2 separate regions of the Zea mays genome follow, and region 1 is linked to region 2. Evidence: chromatin contacts called from public Hi-C data. All regions are on one chromosome and are shown on one strand. The core of a region is the stretch at or near the end of the contact, and the rest is flanking DNA. Distances in the headings are between cores, read along the strand shown.

Region 1 (4,610 bases), core at 1,167-3,666, 360 kb before region 2:
GCTCACAGATAACATTTCTTTGAGCATGTTTTTATTCGAAATTTCCCAACGATCTTGACACGTATCGTTGCACGCCATATCTCTTCCACTGAAATCTACTAAAATCTGCTTACAAGCCATGCCAAGAGAAGTCTCAAGTCAATAGACCACACTCTTTGTCGATACTGTATTACTGGTTAAACAATTGCTCATGGTTCAACTATGATAGTTGTCACATCCTTTATCCTGCATTGGTGATATCTGATACCTGGGACCTACAGTGAGTTGGGTGTCTTCATAATCCAAAAGGGATCCAGATGGCTAAAATCAGATACATGAGAGATGTTTCCATTGTATAAAGAGCTTAGCAATGCTTCAGAGAGGTGTAAAAAGTACATGCTTCATGATACATTTACAATGTCAACACACGTTATTTCAGTTCCAGGGTGCACCGTACTTCATATTCTTAAGTTCCTCCAGCTGCAAAATGAGATAGACATCAACAACTGATCCATGCCATATTCACTTTTGTTGAAATCATATGTGAATTCTGCTTGGTATTCACAACAAAATTGTGATATCATAACTGAAATTTACAGAACACCAGATGAATGTCATCTTGTGTTCAGAACATACAAGCCCCCCACCCCCCCAAAAAAAACATAGGGCTTTGCAAGTCTAGAATGCTAACAGACATATGAGGAAACAACACAAATAAGTTAACTAGAACTTAGAAATCCACAGGATAAACTGGTTCAGAAATGCCATCACTCCTTGCCGCAACCTACCTCTCAATCTAACTAAAATTTTTATGCATAGAACCAAAACACAAGAATGATGACTTGAGGAGAAAAACCTGGCCTTGCATGACAGAACACTTTTGCCAGATCACAGTGTGATGAAAATGAGTTTGTTTTTTAAATGTATATTGGTATTTCTACATCCAAAAACATCCAATTGGGTCAGCTGAACATTATGCAGTCTAGTGGAATTCAGAACATCCCGCACTTAAGTTAAAGACAGAATTGTTGCTATGAGTACATTATTGGAGTGCAGGAGTTTCATCATCAAATAAGCAGAATTACTTCAAACAAGCAGTAAGCTTTAAGACAATAACAACTAACCCTTCTTAATCATACATGACATTTCTGTGGAGTATCTATATCCACGTACGCAAATTTGGTGAAAGTTGTAACACCAAATGCTACTGAACATTAAGTGTGCCGTGTAAATAGACAGAGTAGTGTACAGTGCCAACACAGTAACATCGCATACCTGTCTGCATGTTTCCTTGTGGGTCTCTAAAAGCTTATCATACTTCAATTGCAAGTCCAGCTTCTCTGCCTTGAGCTTTTCATAGTCAGAGATTGACGGGCCACCCAGCTTCTGCTGAACAAATCTATGGGGATACAAACATGTTAGAAGCCACAGGAGAAATGCTTAGGGGCCACTGAACCAAGATCGCCATTTCGTGAACGAAATACGGAAAAGGAAATCTCAGTCGCTAGTAGATTTTACATGAGCCAACTTACTCGACTGCAGATGAAGGCTTATCGTTCTCCTCGTACAGCGCCACAAGAGCTGCATGGGAAGATGAAGATGTAACTAGCCAGTTACATAACCATAGTGATCTACAGCGGATGGAGCACAAACCTTTCGTGAGGGTATCGAGCACGCCACTGGATTCAAGATACTTCCTGAACGCTTCTTTCTTGGCTTCCCTGTCCTGTAAACCAAGTCATAAACATCACGTTGGGAGGCGAACGCAGCACGAAGCAATAAGCAATAAGCAGAGTCGTGGGTTAGGTTGGGCTTTGTCTACAGCTTACATGCTGTCAATTCCAATGGTTAGGAGTACTTGTTTGCAGGGAAAAAGGAAAGCTTTGTTTATCCTGGGCCTAAAACTCAAGAGGAAGTGAAACTACTACAGTCTAGAGGAAATCAAGCCGCATGCAGAACAATTGGCAGCAGCGACCAACTAATCGCTCCACATTGGCTCGCGCTCTCCCGTCGCCGTGAGGAGACCTGGACCCCTGGGGCGGTTTCCTTGGCCTGCTGGCTCGCCGCACCTGGCACTAGCGCACCTCTGCGTCAGGTTGCAGGCTTGCACTGCATCAGCAAGCGTGCGAACTCTAAGGGAATGTTCGGCCCCCTATTTGGGTCCGTCCCTGCAACCTGCATCGAAGAACGGCAGCAAATGCAGGAGGGGGCAGGGGAGAGAGGGGGTGGTTTCAGAGGCCGAGAAAGAGGGCGGTACCATGGCGAGAGCAGATCCTGGACAGGCGCAAGCGAGAAGTTGTAGTTTGCGTCGAGGTCGGCGGAGCAAGGAGTTGCAAATGGCGAGAGCTTGACGACGAAGTGTCGGCCGGATCTGTACTGCCGCGAAGCCGAGTAAGTAGCTGGCTCATGTCCTCGACGAAGTGTCGGCATGTAGAATAGGTGTCTTTTTAGGGGCAGGTTCAGAACCGGCCAGTGAGATTATAGCCTCCGTCTAGCAGTCTAAGCAGCATTTAGTATTTTGTATTGATTTTAACATAGTCATATGAAGGAGATCCATGTTTACAGGATACAAAGGCATAATAGCATGCTGCAGGCTACCGACATGTAAGACACACGTTTGTAATTCACGTATCCTCTTTATGGTGGCTCCCTTCATTCACATTACGGCTATCTCTAGCCTCCTCAATATATAGTTCAGAACCCATAGTTCGGACTCATTTGATCTATTTCTGAATCCACCACTGACCACTATCTCAACTAATGCATGGCGCGTGCGCCCCTGTTTGTCCCAAACTCCATTTTTCTGCGTTCATGCGCATGCAACCAAAAGAATTTGATTTGGTATAAGATACACCCACACATGCAGGCTCAACCATTCTAATACAAGCATCCAATCAAAAGTTGCGGCATGGTCAACGCATACGCAGAACCAGGTTGACGAGTAGCAGGCAACCAATCAGACCGTATGTTTTTTTGATAAAGACACATCTCTTAGCTCGAGACAAAAGATATAGCTAATTAGTGCATTAAATTTATTGAATATTCTAGCTGTGACAACAAATATAGTAAAAACAAATTTTATACATGACTATATGTGTCTTAGCTATATCTTATGCTTAGAGTAGTTCCTACTGTATATTAAAGTTTATTACTATTTCTTGTAATCCCCACTCGATATTTCAATCACATAGCAAAACAGTAATTTAAGACCCGTTTGGATGTTTCAGTTTTCTACTAGTACTGTAGACCTGAGAGCATCTCCAACACGTTTTGTTAACATGGAAGATCAGGTCTCTAAGGACTGGTTTAATGGACAGAGAAATAGAAAGTATTCATGGAGAAGAAATTCTCAAGCTATTCAATTTTAAATAGTAAAGGAATTTCTTAATAGAATAGCAAGAAGATTCATCTTAATAGATCTCCATTTCACCGTACACCAAACCAGCCCTAATAGTTTGTCCTCGTCTTACTCCAACCGTTCTAAGACATAAGAAAACTAACTATTCAAATAGCAGGCTTTATCTTTTTAAAACAAGCAGGTGATTGATCCTCCCACTATAGTATAGTCTATAGGGCGTGCTACTTCTCTTTTTAAGCGCTCTCTCATTTTGGCGACAAACAATACTTCAAAGATTTGAGTAAACTATTTGAACGAATTACGCTTTTATCAACTGATACACTTCCTTTTATCAACTGAACACGCCGGGCCGGGTAAACCACAGACGATGTCTTATCTTAGTCAAAAAAAAAACTGTGCCGCGTGCTTTTGAATATATATATGCAAAAAACTGCACTTCCAGTCGTCCAGACACGAGAAAAAGAAACGAATAGGCAATGAGACACGATGCCCGTTTGAAAATCGGAGGGCCAAGGGTTCCTCCACCCATCTTGGCAAATGAAATGGACGGTACTACTCAGGGAGAGCTCTAAAGCGGGAGAGCAGCTCTTCCACTCGATTCTCGAGTCGTTCCGGGTGGCAGAAGAAATCTGAGAACACCTGCCTTTCCTGCTGCGCGTTGCGTGAAGGCTGTTTCAGCTTCTGCAGAAAAATTCGTAAATATAGATAGACAGCAACTTTAAGCCAACTCAAGGAAAGGCGTGAAGTGTTCTGAACCCAAGATTGTGCAAACGCCAAATGGCCAAATGTTAAAGAGTACCTCGGCCTTTTCGTCTCGAGCTAGTGTCACCTCACTAACGGAAGCGGAGACCTGCTGGCTGACCATTTCGAGGTCTTCAAGTGAATGCGCCAATGGCTGCAGCGAGGGGGAAAAAAGTGTGAAGTCCACTAGTGACAGCAAATTACGAAATAAAAAGTGGAGAGATGAGAGCAAGGTACCCATGGTGTCAGCTTTGGTTGCTCATCAGAAAGGGACACAGCGAGAATTTGCTCCAGTGTTTGGATCATCCTGCATCTGCCAAAGAGGTAGAGAAGTATGGGATGATCAGACCAAGGGGGTAGCATATTATTCTAGCAGTAGGGGTTTGTTAATGTCAAGTTCAGCTGTGACATAATCGTTGGGGGGGAATTGCAAGGCACAATGAGCTAGGACAACTCACAGTTCGTCGGTGCATCTTCCTCGCTCACGTGGAAGGACATTTTCGGTCTCATGCTGAAGGTACTGGAGCTCATC
Region 2 (4,665 bases), core at 1,319-3,818:
GTCGTCAGTATAGGTTGTGCAGCTCTTTGACCAGGTTGCCATAAATAATTGAGCACCGGCAGGAAGAAAAAAAAACTAGACAGACATAAGTGATATCTTATATATCTACTCCCTCCGTTTCGTTTTAGTTATCGCTGGATAGTGCAAAATTGAACTATCCAGCGACAACTATAAAGAAACGGAGGGAGTATAACACAGTTGGGTGCAAAAGATGCTAGGATGACGTACAGTTGGATGGTTCTTCTCCTTTGCAGATAATGCCATGACCCACTGTTTCTACTGCAACCACAAGAAAAGAATGGCCTCCCTGACAATTTAAAGCCTGTGAAGGTTGCTGGAGCGAAGATTCTTCAGCGCCACTGATAATCGGGCCCAATCTCTACAAAATCGTTCCAAGATTACACTACCTTTTCTACCAGCCTTCAGCCCAAAGTGTCTAAGGATTTTTGTGAAGACACACACACACACAAAAAAAAAACAAGTACAAGATATGATGGCGATTTGAATTTAAGAATTTCCATCAAGGCTGGCCAGCTATCTTAAGAGTCCTTCAAGGTGAGATAGCTCTCCACTTGATTTGTAAAGAGCTAATGCATCTTCAACCCTTCCATTCTTAAAGTAGCCATCAAGCCAATGGAGACCATATGATCAAGTTGCTTAATGGACTCATCCACCTTCACATGGAAGCAATATCCATTTATCAGTATATTATATGAAATAACATCTGGTTTCACACCAGGGCGTATAGCCAGATCAAAGAAATCCTGTGCTTCCACAACACTTCCTTGCATTGGTTGTCCGTTATTGTGTTCAAGAATATGCAATCAGCATTGGATGGATGCCCCTATTGATCATTTCAAAAGTCAGTCCCCAACCTTCTTCCATTCACCAATGGTACAGAGACCATGTATTAGTGAGGTAAAACATACGATGTCAGGAGACAACCCTTCACTGACCATGCATCTGATTGAAATGGTACACATCATCCTCCACCCTGCCTGTCTTGCAAAGAATGTCAATTACCGTGCTTTAGCTGACTAAATTTGGCCTCAAACCATTCTGTCGCATCTCTGCAAACACAGCCATTGCCTTATCTACTGTTTCATGTTTAGCGTATGCATAAATCAAGATGTTGAAGACACGATGTTCAATTGGAATACCGTCTCGAATCATCAAATCAAGAAGATCATGCATATCAACAAGAGCTCCTTTGGTGGCGTACCCATGAAGCAAGCTGCAGTAGGTGGTAGCATTGGGTTTTTGACCCCTCCGAACCATTGAATCAAAGATACTCCTAGCTTCTGCGCATCTTCCAATCTTGCAGTAATAGTCAATCAGCATATTGTAAGTGACAACATTCAGTTGAAGACCACCTCCAGACATCTTTTTGAGTAGTCTCACTGCCTCTACCAACTGTCCTAAAGAGCAATATCCATGGATCAAGCTGTTATATGGCCTAGTATTTGGCATAACACCTTTATAAAGCATCTGTTGTAGGGATGCTTCAGCCTTGTCCATTGCTTGAGCCTTGCACAGGCCATCAATGACTGAGCTGTATGTCACAAGATCAGGTGGAAACCCCTGGCCCGGCATTTCATGAAACAGGAAGTAAGCTTTGTCGACCTCACCTTCTTTAAAGAGGCCATCAATGACTATGTTATATGACACCACGTCGGGAGAACAGTTGTATCCGCCATTGGCCGTCATGTGAAGCAGCAGCTCAAGAGCCTCTTGACTCTTCTTCTCGGCGCAGAGCCCCTTGATAAGAGCATTGTAAGAGAAAACATCAGGCGTATAGCCAAGCTCCGGCATCCGTCGGAACACCATATCCATCGCGTCACCAGTCCTCTTGCCATCACAGAGACCCTTGATTAGCTGGTTGAGGACCACGTTCTGCACCCTCCATCCTGTCCTGAGGAACAGGCCAAAGGCAGCGAAGGCGAGGTCCAAACGCCCAACATTGCAGAAGCAGCGGATGAGGATATCAGCGAGGTCCAAACGCCCAACATTGCAAAAGCAGCGGATGCGGATATCAAAGGCGCAAGCGTTGGTGGCCATCATATTGACGCGGGACCGGGCCATGGTATTGAAAAGGGACACCGCGAACGCGGCGCTCTGGCCTATAGGACAGTAGTGAAGGCGTGCACCGAGGCCTGTCTGGCCTGAGGAAGCAATTCATCGAACAGGTTGAGCGCGTCCTCTCGGCTGAGGCTTCTGGAGCGGTGCCGCTCTAGGATGATCCGCTCCAGCTCCTAGCACGTGCGGCGGCCAGAGCTGCCCCCTCGCCACATGCCTTGTAGGCTTGTACTCCTGTGTGGTGGGAGCGGCGGTGGAGTGGATGGGCCGAACGGCGCGGCACAGCGCAGCCAGCGAGCAACTGGGCGGCACAATGGTTGCGTGATGCACCTCCGCACCAGCCGTGGTCCCGTGAATCAGCGGCGTGCACGATTTGAAACGGCAGGAAGCTGGGATGGCGAGCGAGGTGCACTCGCCATGTTTGCCGAGCGGGAGATCGGGGGTATGCGAAATTGGGAATCGAGGTGCATGCGTCATGCGTGTATGGTGCTGTTCGAGGCGTCCTCGGTACTAGGATTAATTTGTCCTCTATAGGCTGATTTGGTGATTAGGAATCCCTATGGACTAGTTTGGGAGCCACAAAACCGGAGGGGATTGGAGTGGCTAAAATTCCCTCCTTATATAATTTTGAATAAAGAGGGGATTTTAGCCACACCAATCCCCTCCGGTATTTGGACTCCCAAACTAGGCCTAGAGGATCCATGAGTCCTCTTTAATTCAATTTTAAATAGCAAGAGGATTTTTTTCCTTTCGGGATCCTCGATCACCAAATCAGCCTTATAGGTGTACATTTGTGTCGTGTCACGGTTCAGGCACGAAATAGTTTAGTGCCGGGCCGGGTTTGGACCGAGGTCACGGCCTATGGGCGGGCACGAGCACGACCTGTTTAAGGCAGACACGAAATGGCCCATATATCTATACTATATTTAAAACACCAGTTTCAACAGTCGTCACGCGTCATTTTTTACAAATAACACCTCACAGCTATTTCAAATTAATCTGCTGCATTTCAAATTAATCTGTTGTATGACTATACTATATTTAAAACATCAGTTTCAACGGTCGTCCTGTATAATTTTTTTACAAATAACCCCTCACATCTATTCCAAATTAATCCGCTGCACGCCTATAGATGGCCAAACGACGGCCCGACACGGGCCAGACGCCCGCAGGCCACAACTCTGGCCCAAGCATGTCATGCCGGCCTACTGACTATGTCGGGCTAACGTCGGCACATTTGATTTCGAACCCATGCCCTATAATGGAAGAATGGCAAGAGACATTGGATGAAGCTGTCTAACCAGTAGAACATCATGCTCAGATGTTTTTAATATTAAATATAAATTGTATATATGTATATACTTTTTTTGTAAAATAAAAATATATAATCGTGTCGGGCCAGACCAGCACTACGGACCGAGGTTACAACCCAAGCACGGACTACGTTCTTGACTCTTGCAAACTCTTGCAAGCATTAGGTCGTTTCTAAGATCACATTGGCGCAATGGACTCTATGGTGTTTGAGGTTACTGGATGGAGCAACAATGATTTGTCACACTAACAGTAAAATGAAAAATTATTTGTTGGTTTAAATGTTAGTAATTGCTACGAATTAGCATAATTTATATAGAGTGCATCCAGTTTTTATTGATGTCTGACTTTAGCAATCACTCCATATTTTGATCTATCTTTTTATAAGTTTGTGTTCATGCGACTTATTTTAGAAACTTGAGCTCACAAACTTTTCTTAGTTGGTCTCTGTATGGTGGAATTATATTATTTTATATTTTTTGTCCGTTCAGTCAGTCGTTGTGAACTCTCTTCTAATCGCTCACTTCATTTATCGTGTTGTACCAAGACATATTGCATGGAGTAAACAATAACATCAGTTAACCAAATCAAAAAAATTATACGGAGAGCGGAGACAATAAATAAAAAATCTTAATTTTTTTGGTGGATAGTTTACGTGGGTATTGTTGTAAGCCGTCGCAACGCACGGCAACCACTAGTATTTATTAAAATCACATTTCATTCCACACTTTCATGTACTTGATAAAGAACACAAAGCTAGAGATAATGTTAGTTAGATGTTTTTTGTAGCTTTGAATTAGAGCATGTGATGTAATTTTATTTTTGTTATGAACATTAGATAATGAACTGAACTTACGAACTTTATATAGAGCTGATTATACTCTTTTTTTTTCTAACAAAATGATTTGTAAACAAGGTAGTCATTACATAGCTCTAGTAACTTAATACAAATATTAAGTTTACTTTAGGTCAAATTTATTTGTCTTATCTTTTATTTGTTTTATTAAATTTGTTTTAAATTTCGGGCTCTGATGTGAATTTTGGGCCATGATGCGAATTTCGGGCCAAAAACTGAATTTCGGGCCGCCCGAAATGAGCCCGGCACGTTTAATCAATTATGGGCCGGGTCGTGGGCTGAGGGCTAGACCTGTGGGCCAGCCCGACACGACCCGAAATTCAAATAATACGGGCCTTTTCGGGCTTGAGCTGGGCCGGGCCGGGCGGCCAGAATGTACACCTATATTGCCGTCGCGAGAAAGACGAAAATGGTGTTGCCCG

The links. Hi-C and Micro-C count contacts between places; a contact is called where the count stands out from the background.
Region 1: a Hi-C map of ear shows a contact between it and region 2, with 2.5 times the contacts expected there. The contact joins the promoter of LOC100283186 here to the promoter of LOC100501715 in region 2. A contact is called at or near these places in 2 of 25 Hi-C or Micro-C datasets (ear and tassel).

What each region holds. Positions count from the first base shown.
Region 1 is chr7:12,035,448-12,040,057 of Zm-B73-REFERENCE-NAM-5.0, reverse strand. It overlaps LOC100283186 (C-Myc-binding protein), which reads right to left and starts at 2,416. Exons shown (of 5, transcript NM_001156088.2): 1 at 2,237-2,416; 2 at 1,633-1,705; 3 at 1,512-1,560; 4 at 1,255-1,378; 5 at 37-459. The coding sequence starts at 2,239. The coding sequence ends at 415. LOC103632036 (AUGMIN subunit 3) reads right to left here. Exons shown (of 18, transcript XM_008653893.2): 15 at 4,537-4,610; 16 at 4,316-4,391; 17 at 4,137-4,232; 18 at 3,724-4,018. The coding sequence ends at 3,890.
Region 2 is chr7:11,673,916-11,678,580 of Zm-B73-REFERENCE-NAM-5.0, reverse strand. LOC100501715 reads right to left here and starts at 2,568. Exons shown (of 2, transcript NM_001196385.1): 1 at 1,161-2,568; 2 at 246-1,070. The coding sequence starts at 2,082. The coding sequence ends at 1,030.